Regions from separate parts of the Mus musculus genome. Here region 1 is linked to region 2. Evidence: chromatin contacts called from public HiCAR-type data. All regions are on one chromosome and are shown on one strand. The core of a region is the stretch at or near the end of the contact, and the rest is flanking DNA. Distances in the headings are between cores, read along the strand shown.

Region 1 (5,865 bases), core at 2,604-5,103, 1.1 Mb before region 2:
TGTGCATCATTGTAATTACCTTAGTTCGATGGTCTGTACTGTACAATTAAACAAAGGGAACCAGATAGCATGTTCATAATCTCAGCATTTGGGAAGCTAAGGCAGAAGAATTGTGAGTTTGAGGCCACCCTGGGCTTCTTAATGGCTTTGCTTTAAGAACAACAACAACAACAACAAACAAAACAAAACAAAAACTCTGTGTACTGAATTAGTGGTTCAAACTGTAAGCCAAGTACTTGGGTGGATTGTACACAGGAGGATTGTCTGTGAGTTTGACGCTGTCCAGAACAGCTTGCCTCAAACAAAGTAAAAAGAAACAAAACAATCTCCAACTCCAACAAAACAAAACAAAAAAACAAAAACAAACTGAGCAGCCAAGTCTGCAAACCCACCGATTCCCCCAAATAAGAAAACAAAAAGAATGGAGAGGAGATTGGAAAGTCTACATTAGATGACAGGAAACATGTACAGAGCTTATTTTTGAAGGCACAACTTTTTTCTACAGCCATTGTTTGGGCTTGCTCCTTTGAACATAACTGTAGCCATTTTGTATTCAGCCTTTTTGTTTGTTTGTTAGTTTGTGTTAGTTTGTTTTTTGAGACTGGGTTTCTCTGTGTAGCCCTGGCTGTCCTGGAACCCCACTCTGTAGACCAGGCTGGTCTTGAACTCAGAAATCTGCCTGCTTCTGCCTCTCAAGTGCTGGGATTAAAGGCATGTGCCACCACCGCCTGGCTTTGATAAACTATTTTTAACTGAGATTTTTGCTCATATGGTTTGTGTGGCTAATCTTGAACCCCCAACAGTTATAGAGTAAACTTTCTTGGAGTTATTCATAGCATCCATGAACTAACTGGTGGCATCTCCATTGCTAACATTACAATTATTCACTTATAACTCTCCTTTTCTCTGGGCAGTGGTGGCACACGCCTTTAATCGCAGCACTTGGGAGGCAGAGGCAGGTGGATTTCTGAGTTCGAGGCCAGCCTGGTCTACAGAGTGAGTTCCAGTCCAGCCAGGACTGCACAGAGAAACCCTGTCTCAAAAAACCAAAACCAAAACCAAACCAAAACAAAACAAAAAACCCAAAACCAAACACACACACACACACACACACACCCCAACTAACTCTCCTTTTCTTCCTGAGCTAAGTTCGAGAATGCACCATCCTTGTAGATGTATTGACTTGGGTAACTGGTTCTGGCCAGTGGAATTCCATCAGTGATCGTGTCTCTTCCAAAGTAAGTTTTTGAAAGCTCCCGGTTATTCTTCAGTTTCTTTCTTTCTCTGCTACAGAGAATGAATTACTGTGACTCAGGTGCATCGATGGCTATTCTTAGTTGTCCATTTGACTATATCTGGAACTAACAAAAACCAAAAATGGAGGGGTATTTGCTTAATTTGAAGTGGGAAGATCCACTTCTAATCTGGATCTTTGATCTGGGAAGAGGCCTCTTTAATCAGGGCCACAGCTTCTGCTGGAAGTCTTTGCAAGCACATGGAAGAAGGAAGTTTTTGTTCTTTGCCTGCTTGCTCTTGCATTGCTAGCAAAACCATTCCTTCACTGGCATTGGAGACCACGTCTTTGGGATTCCTGCGTATACTACGGACTAGCTAAGATATCCCACCCTGTGGACTGAACTACTAGACTCTTGGACAGTCCATTTATAGGCAGCCATTATTGGGTTAGCTGGACTATAGCCATAGTGAGTATAATAAATTCCATTTCTCTCTAGAGAGAGATTCATTCTATAAGTCCTGTTACTCTAGAGGTCCCTGACTAACACAAGGGCTACAGCTAAGAGATTGAGGTCTCTGTCAATCTGGTTTCCAGAGAGACTGGAACAGTGATTTTGATTCTAATTAATCACTAAGGATGAGCAGGCGATAAACCTGTGTTGTATTGAATCTAAAGGTTTTAGAAATATTTCTTACCAAATGGCAGAACATAACTTTCCTGTTTAAGCCAATCTAGGATGATCCATTCCAAGTTTTTTGGTTTTCTTCCAGACAGGGTTTCTCTGTGTAGCCCTGGTTGTTCTGGAACTCACTCTGTAGACCAGGCTGTCCTTGAACTCACAGAGATCCATCTGTCTATGCCTCCTGAGTGCTTGGATTAAAGGTGTGGGCCACCGCAGACTGGTCTCATGCCAGTGAAGAGGTAAAATAGATGAAGTCACACTGATTTGTTAGAAGTATCTTTGTACTAAAGGATTTTTAGCCCAAAGTCTAACTTTTTAAATAATTTTTAATCTAAATATCCCATACGTTTTCTTCTTTAAAGACAATCCTACTGTGACCCTTTAAATAGGATATTAGATTTACCTGTATCTTCTGTGCTCCCTATAAATGACGGCCTTCCTTAACACTGATTGACTGGCTTCAAGCAGTTACACATCACGATTTCCAGAAGCGTTTGAACTAGAGCAAAGAGTTCTCAATTATGAACATTCCGCTTTGATGGAAGGTCAGTGTTTCTGCTCCAGACTACCCGTCTCCAGAGGATGGAGGAACACAACACTCGGGGTTATTTTGGCTTTGATTCACATCCCGGGAAAAGTTTAACCTTGGGCTTTTTAAATTGCTAGAGTGGACAGTAAGTGTGAGCACCAATCCTGGTTGGTCACATCTGGGATTAACAAAACACCAAACAACTGAGCACACTCGTGAATGTTTTCTTGATTGGATCATTCAAGCCTTGAAGTCCCATCTGAACTCTTTGCCACACCTTCTGTGGTAGCATACAAAAAAGGAAGGGGTGAGTAGAAAGCTTTCGCCAGCAAGATCTGATGCTGAGACATTACTTTACTGATATTAAAAAACACTTCTTTGGATTCCAACATAGGCCAACGACCCGCTGACACAGCCAGCACCAAGGGCTTAAAACTACTAGGTTCTTCACCTTGTAGTTTGGAGACAGTACTGTTGGCTTAGACCACAGCCTGTAAGCCACTCTAATACCCACCCCACCTCTCTCTATATTGCATATACTTAATATCCCCCCTCTCTATATGCTGAATATATTTAATATATATGCATTCTATTAGTTGTTTCTATAGAAAACCCCGAATAATACAATAAGTAAGAAAATTTTAAGCCACAGAAAAGGAATTCCATAATAACGTTACTGGAAGCTATAAGCCACCTCGCCCAATTTCAGTGCAGTGCAAATTAAGTGCCTTCCCATTTATCATCTGCTATTCTTGATTATCCTTTCAAGAGACCATGACCAATGAAACATTTTGAAGTTAGGGAACTTTTTTTCCTACGTGTTACTTAAAAGTTAAATGCAGGAATTACCGAGTGACAACTTGCAGGCTATTTTTTTGGGTAGTGGTGGTGGTAATGACAACTATCTATGGCTACTTATATTTTCAAATTCAGAACACTGAAAGCGTCAAGGAGGTCGATATAAAGAGTAGCAAGGAGATCATTAGGGACGTACTAACAAGCGCCTATTTCCAGAGTTGAAGGTCACTTTCCTTAGATCTTGCTGGCTTTGTATGCCTTAGAGATCCAAAGTCCGGAAAGTTCTGCAGCAGAAACCCTGAGGATTTACTTGGGCTGGGATGACTACGAGGACGAGGACGAAGTCAGGGGCTGGAAGCCCAAATCGAAACCTCAGCAGCGGGAGGGAAGGCGCAACCTGTGGGCTCAGACAGGCCCAGAAAGGCTCCAGGACGGGGGAAACAGACAGAAAGAAGACGCCCAAGTCAGCAGGCGTTGGCTGGGGGCTGCGCCGGCGCTGGGGGCGTCTGGCGAGCTGTAGCCACGGGCGGGGGCGGAGCCAGGGCCAGGGTGTGGGCGTGGCCCGGCGGTCCGGGCCTGCACTAGGCACGCCCCTTCCCCTACGCCAGGGGCCTCCCCGCGCGGTGCGCGTCCGCGTCCCGCGCCTCCGCCTCCTCGCTCGCTCGCTCGCTCGCTCGCTCCTTCCCGCCCTCCCCGCAGCTCCGGCCGAGCCGGCTCCCCCCTCCCCAGTCTCTCATGAATATTGAGCGGCCCCTGTTGTATTTCCCGAGCTCCATTGCGGAAGCCGAGACTCGCCATATTGTGCGGCGGCGCCGGCGGTTGATTCTCGAGTCTCGCTCCGGCCACTGCCAGCGCACCCCCGGGCTGGGGCAGGAGCCGGTGAGCTAGGCAGGGAGGGGGATGGCGACGTCTGCGAGGGCGGCGGGCTGGGGCAGGGGCACCCGGAACGGGCCGCGGCCCGAGCGGCGGCGGGGCTGGGGGTGTGTGTGTGTGTGTGTGTCCGCGGCCGCGAGGGGCCGTGAGGCGATGGCGCCGCCGCCCCCGGCCGTTCGCTCCGCCGCTCGCGGCCCGCCCGGGAGGGCTCATTGTTCGCGGCCCGTGAGCACCGGGCTGGCGAAGCGTCCGGAGCCCTTCGGGGAAGCGCACCCGCGCGGCCCTGGGCTTACGGCGGCCGGGGCCTCGAGGGCGGCACCGGAGCGCTGGGAGAACTTAGCCCTGGGCTTGCTCGCGGGGCCCGGAGGTCGGCGCCGTGGGGGCGGGGAGGGGCGCTCCGGGCCGACAGCTCTCCTTTGGGACCTGGCACCGGGGTGGGCTCGGGATCCCCTCTCGGCCCCACATTCCTGGAGAGCCGCCGCCTGCCCCGGAGTATCTGTTGCCGCCTCCGCGAGCCACGGGCTCACCCTGGAGGCGGTGTTGGGGGAGGGGGCGACTCCGTGGGTTCGAGCTGCTTCGCGTTTTGACCCCGGGCTGTGTTTGCCGAAATCCTTGGTCCACTCCCTCTGCCTGTCGGCTCCCGAGTCCCGGCCCTTGTTAGAATCGTTTCCTCGCTTCAGAAGTCGCCTTCATACTCGCAGAGATATTGTTGTTGGTTTAAAAAAAAAAAAAAAAAAAAAGGTCGGTCTTGGAAACTTTGAGGTTCCTTTCTTTGCTTTTGCCCACCGGAACAGATTACCGATTCATGTCCCCGAAGCCCCGTTGGGTGTCTTTTTAAAGAAGCTGTCGGAAGTTTGTATGCCTTGTGACTTGTTGTGGAAATGTCAGACTTTCTACACGGTGTGTGAAAAAGCTTAGCTAGGCTTTTAAGTATTTGGTATGCGGTTATTTCTTTTGAAATAAAAAAAAAGGAAGGCATAGTGTCAAGTAATTTAAGCCATATTTTAATTAAAAGTACCATAAGTCATTTGCATTCAATTATTTTTTGATAGTTTCGAGATAATCAACTGGAGTACTTAGTGGAATTGGTATCTAATTATTTGTAATTGTTGAATATTTTAATAAAGCAAATGTCGGGTTTTGAGATTTATTTTATTTTTATTTATTTACTTTTGCAAGCGACCCATTCAGTATTTTGAGATTTATTTTATTTTTATTTATTTACTTTTGCCAGCGACCCATTCAGTATTGTCCAGGCAAGCTGGCCTCATACTCGATACTGAGTTTAAGGCAATCCTCCTGTCTCAGCTTCCCTGGTGACAAGATTATAGACATTCAACACAGCTGTCTTACATTTTGTGTCTTAAGTTGAACTTTTAACCTCTGATTTATAAAGAACTTAAACGGCAACAATATTACTCCTGGATATACCTCTTTGCCCTCTAAAATCTCTACTTGCTACAATCAACAGGTATCCTTTTTTAAAGACTTGATGGTAACATCTAATCTATTTAGTAAAATAACTGATAAATATATAACACTCCAGTTGTTAGGTATCACACCAAATATGGGTTTTTACTTTCTCCAAGTTTACTTATTTCTCTAAATCCCTCGTGTGGAAGGGACAGGGCAGTAGTTCAGATGAAGACTAAGTTGTAGACTTTAGACACATAGCTGACTTAGCTTTAGGAGTAGAGACAGGCCATCCTGGGCTACACAAAGAGCAGAGTGGGCTATGAGACTGTC
Region 2 (5,383 bases), core at 2,217-4,716:
CTCTCTCAGAGAGAGCACTGTGTTCTTTTAAGGTTCCGGTGAGGAAGGAGTGAGCAGGAGGTATAGGCCCAAGGTCTGTCGACACCATCAATTAGACTAAAACCACTATGTTTAGACTAAAACCACTATGTTTTTTTCTTCTTTTTTTGTGGTTTGGGTTGAGGAAGGCAAGGTTCCAAAGGCATTTAGTATGAGGAAATCATATGATTTACAAGATGTAACAGATATGTTTTCTATTAACAAAAATCTCAATCTTTTGATTTTATCAATGAAGACTAGGGAGCCAGATGCTGGGGTGAAAGTTTGCAAGCTCACAGAGGCAGAGAAGGCACCCAGCTGAAGTTCCAGAACAAATGCTCCTCTCTCAAGATATCACAAAAAAATCCTCCTTCAAACCTAATGTCCCTCCCTTCTACTTCCTGTATGCCTCTCTATCTGACCTGACTTCCTTTTATTCTGTTTTTTTTCTTTTTTCTTTTTTGTTTTTTTTCAAGATAGGGTTTCTCTGTGTAGCCCTGGCTGTCCTGGAACTCAGTCTGTAAACCAGGCTGGCCTTGAACTCAGAAACTTGCCTGCCTCTGCCTCCCAAGTGCTGGAATTAAAGGCGTGTGCCACTACTGCCTGGCTGTTTCTTTTTTTTCTTAATAATCCTACTTTACTTATAATTTACTTCCTGTCAGCTGGTTGCTTGCTCTGCCTGTTTACAATACTCATGCAGAAAGTTTCCCACATTAAAAGTGCGTGCCATGGCTGAGCCACACTAGAACTAAAAACAGGTTTTTCCAGTAAACAACACAATTTTGGAGTCCATAGTGTGATCAGTCTGCCTCTAGGCCTGAAGGCAGGAGAGCTAGGTGATTCTTACCTTGTTTGTATCCCTGCTTAGGGCTTTGCTACCTGGAAAGTCTGTTTCCAGGAGGGGCAGCTCCCTGCAAGTGTGATTTTCAAAGGTGTAGCTGGGCATCCAAGAACAGTTATAAAGATATAATCAAATACTTACTTAGCTTCTCAAGCTCCAGCCTCAAGTTCTGACACTCCCGGGTTTCAGTGACAAGCCTCTCCTGACTCTGTGAGAGCCTCTTCTCTATCTCAAAGTATTGTTGTTCTACAAAAGACAAGTCCACACACTATGAATAACATCATGCACACGTGCCCTTGAAAGCAGTATTAATACCACTGTTTATTTCTTCTAATACTGACTGCAAAACTTAAGATACACTATTGGAAATTTTAATCTTAATAAACAGATTAAAAACTGAAAAGGACTTTCCTGTTATTCTTAACTGGCATATAAAGACAACATTGACTAAAAGAGGGTTCATAAATTAATTTCATCTAGGCAGGCAAGGTTGTATTTTCTCCAGATCTCAGGAGATTATTAAACATTTAAATATAAGTTACCTAATAAATAAAAATACTTAATTAAAAAGTGCATTGTTTTAAAGGGGTTAATGTAAAAATAATTTAAATGATGCCTAAATTTCTGTAAAAATAAACATGCAGACTTCCCACAAAAAGGGACTGCATTTGTCTACTTCATCCCATTATTGGGACATATAAATTACTCAGTATTGACTGTGTGTAAATTAATTAACAGAATACAGTATATTATACAAACTTCTTAAGAGTCACAAAATAACTGGATATTTTTACTTATCAACGTTGCTTGATAACTACACTTTATTGAAGAAAAAAATTAAATTAGGTGGAAATTTCTAATCAATCTACCATACTATAGACCCCATTCCCTCAATTAATGATAAACCAAAACATGTGACAAAAAATTCTGTTTTTTCTTTCTTTTTTTTTTCGAGACAGGGTTTCTCTGTGTAGCCCTGGCTGTCCTGGAACTCACTCTGTAGACCAGGCTGGCCTTGAACTCAGAAATACGACTGCCTCTGCCTCCCAAGTGCTAGGATTAAAGGCGTGCGCCGCCACCACCGCCCGGCTCTGTTTTTTAAATAACTGTTTTCTTTCTCCCAAGAATATTTAAGCTATGTCTCTAATTTCCTTATACAAAAGCAACGACAAGAACGTACAAGCAGATATTTTTATTATATATTTCCTATCAAGTCTCAACGCTCTGGGAGAACCACCATATATTCATTTATCGCATTTCATTGCTCTTTCTAGTACCGTCCTTTTGTATACAAATTCCTCATCGCGACCATCTACTGCATTATTAGATCACAGGGTGCTATACACACTAAAACAAGGCACTAAAGGGGGGAAATGGGTAAAGGCTTATAAATCCAGTTTAAAAACAAACAAACTGGGGGGGGGGCGCTTAACTGTCATTTAAAGTACAGCAAAACAACATTAGATTAGGATTGCATAGTCCTAAAAATCTGGTGCAAACTGGGCCAAATTCTCCAGTTTCTGTCGGTGGGCCCATTGAGGAGTTTCCACAGAAGACTACGCTTAGTAAAAGGAAACCGAGGTAAACGAAGGTGGATTTAGATCGGGGAGGATCCCCCCGCCCCCCGATCTAAACCACACAGCGGGGAGAAGAGAGAAGGCCTCCGCTGCACATGGAGCCTGAGAAGCTGCTACCTGAACACCTCACCAGGGAGAAGAGGGCAGGCGTGCAAAGGAGGTCGGGCCCCAGCTCCAGACCGGAGCGCGAAGAGCGTCTCCACACTTACCACTCTCCACCTTAAATTTCTCGTGCCGCCCCTTCAGGCAGTCGATCTCGGACTGCTGCTCGGCCAGGAACTTCTCAAGTTTGTTCTGCGTCGACTTCGGCAGTTTGTTCAGTTCCGGGCGCTCCAGCACTTGCTGCAACACCGCCGCCATGTCGGCCGGGATCGCGGCAACAGCCGCAGCGGCTGAAGGAGAAGCCAAGGAGCAAGGAGAAGCGCGGAGCCCAGCCGCCGGAGCCGCCCCGTCCGCCGCCTCGCTCGCGGTCTCTCGCGCGCCTGCCCGCCTGAGACTCCCGCGGCGGGACCCTGGGAAAGAGAGTCCCGCGTTAGGTGCAGCCAGAGCCGCGCCGCCGCGCCCTCTCTGCGCACGCAGCCACCGGGAGCTAGGCACGCTGGGAAAGCGAGTTCACAGCAGCCTCGGCCCCAGTTTTTTGGGGATTTCACCGGTTTCCAGCCCCAGAGACTCTTGGGAAATGTAGTGTATTTCTCACCCGCTTACGCGCGCTCAGGCCGCACCTCTCGCCCCACTTCCTTCTTTCTCCCCGCCCCCGGCTCGCCTCCTATGGCTGTGACGAGTGCCCGCGCGGGGGCGCTACATAAGTACGCAGCCACCCTCGTCCTTATCCCGGAGGAGCAAGACGACCTTACCGTCAAAACCCCGGGATGTCATGGGTACTCCTCTGTGGCCACTTCTAGAAGCCGAGCCACCAGAGGTCATGGGTCACGGCAGGGTGTCTCGACAGGCTCTGGGCTACCGCCACGATCTTAACGGTGCCCCGAGAGGGGCGGGGTGCAGGCCTCCCTCGCTTGGGTAGAAGAGCTGCGGAGATGGGTGCGGGACGGCTTGCGTCATCAGTCTGCACCCGTTGGGGCCGCGACCCGCGTTTGGAGTAGGAAGTGTCTCTGCTGTCGCTTTCTGATGAGATCATTGGCTGTGGACGTGGGGACCTGAGTGGCACCTGGCCTTTGAAGGTAGCTACTTGTACCCTAACTCGAGTTCTCTCGCTGACAGAAAGCTCCAGGGATTTATTTGCCACATGTGCACATTCTGAGATCAAGTTAGTCGGCCAAGGAATATGTGTGCACCCGGGCACCACCAGCTTCCTTTTCGGGGAGAAAAGAAAGGATTTAGGGACCATATGGAACAGTCAGTCACTGGTGCACACTCAAGCCCTGTTCGGAGGAGATTAGCTTAGTGTCAAACCTGGTACCTACATGCTTTTGTGGGTGTGAGGTACCGAATGACTTAGTGCGAAATTAAAGTAGTCTGGTTAATATTTTAAACAGAAAAAAAATCAAATTTTGTTGTTTATGTAGTAAGATGACATTGCAGGCAAATGTCTGATGTTGACGTTTTTAATTTTAACATTTTTAGGACAGTTTTATTGAGACACTTGTCATTTTGCCACAGTAACAGAACTATGTCTGTTTCCCGAACACGACTCAGCAATATCAGCGTGTACTTCGTTTCATGGCTGGGTACTTTTCTGGAAGAATTTGTTGCCTTTTGATTGAAAATAAGGAGAGCACATGCCTGTGGTGTCAGCTACAGGGATTAAGAGGTGGGGGGGTTATCATTCCAGGACAGCCTGTGTTAGGAGTCAGGCTCTGTCTTAATGAAGGGGATGGGAGGGATTAAATTAGTAGGAGATTCATAACTGAATTCACAAGCTGAAGAAGAGGACAGGAGATGAGAACAGGAGATGTTCCTGCAATGATTCAATTGAAGGGCTGAGTATCATTGCCACCGCAAGCAAAACAGATTGAGAGAACTTAAATCCCACCTTTCACACTCACTACTTTAGTCATTTGGAGGAGTTATTTAACATTTCTTTTTGATTTCTTTATGTATAAAACGGAGACGACAATAATAGTACTTACCGTGCAGGAATTTGTATTAAATATCAATACATGTGAAGTCCTTAGAAAAATGTCCCGTGTAGAATTGAAGCAATATAGATAATTGTCATTGCAGACTGGTTACCTAAGTGGCTGTTATTAGGAGTTGTCTCATAGCAGCAATCACACATTTGTGCCTTCCCACCTTGCACAATTTGTAGAAAACAGTCGTTTTACAGTCACTATTGGGTAAACAAATTTGAGTCTCTCTCCTCTTAATGAACTAATCAGAAATTCAGCTTCCATATTTTAGAAACAAGAATATCGAAGTTCACCAATAAATTGTCATAGAGAATGCAGCTAAGGAGTAGATCTAAAATAAGAAATTAGATGTGTTGAATGGTATCCTTATTTCCTTATCCCAAGAGTGAGAAGTAACTTTGCTTTCTCATGGCAATTGGTAATTATATTTGTTATTGTTGTTTTGTTTTCTTCCTGTGTCTTTCCAGGCAGGGTTTCACTCTTTAGATCAGATTGTCCCAGAACTCACTATATAGCTTTGGCTGGCCTCCAGCTCAAAGCGCCAAGTCTGTTTCATCCTCAAGGGTACAGCAATTCCAGGCTTGCACCACCATATCTGGCTGGGACTCTTGTTCCTTCTTTTCTTTTCTCAAAAGATTTTTGGATTTATTATCGTTTGGTGTGTATATTTGTGTGAACAAGCTACATGTGTGCAGACTTGAGAAGTGGGAGTCAGATTTCCTGGAGTTGCAGCTAAAGGCATTTGTGCACCTCTGGACTTGGATGCTGGAAACCGAACCCAAGCTCTGTGGAAAAGCAGCATGGGCTGCTAACCGTTAAGCCACCACTCTGGCCCCAAGGGAGTTCTTTCTTTCTTTCTT

What was found. HiCAR-type assays count read pairs that join an accessible place to other places.
Region 1: a HiCAR-type map of astrocytes shows a contact between it and region 2, with 4 times the contacts expected there. The contact joins the promoter of Rnf2 here to the promoter of Tpr in region 2. A contact is called at or near these places in 3 of 39 promoter capture datasets (maxillary cranial neural crest, neural stem cells and neutrophils), 2 of 484 Hi-C or Micro-C datasets (B cells and neutrophils), 1 of 115 datasets of contacts at active chromatin or transcription factors (astrocytes) and 1 of 9 other capture datasets (liver).

What each region holds. Positions count from the first base shown.
Region 1 is chr1:151,498,979-151,504,843 of GRCm38.p6, reverse strand. Rnf2 (ring finger protein 2) reads left to right here and starts at 3,853. Exons shown (of 7, transcript NM_011277.3): 1 at 3,853-4,125.
Region 2 is chr1:150,390,921-150,396,303 of GRCm38.p6, reverse strand. Tpr (translocated promoter region, nuclear basket protein) reads right to left here and starts at 3,466. Exons shown (of 52, transcript NM_133780.3): 1 at 3,291-3,466; 2 at 2,646-2,948; 3 at 1,001-1,105. The coding sequence starts at 3,360. Odr4 (odr4 GPCR localization factor homolog) reads left to right here and starts at 3,249. Exons shown (of 14, transcript NM_145511.2): 1 at 3,249-3,614.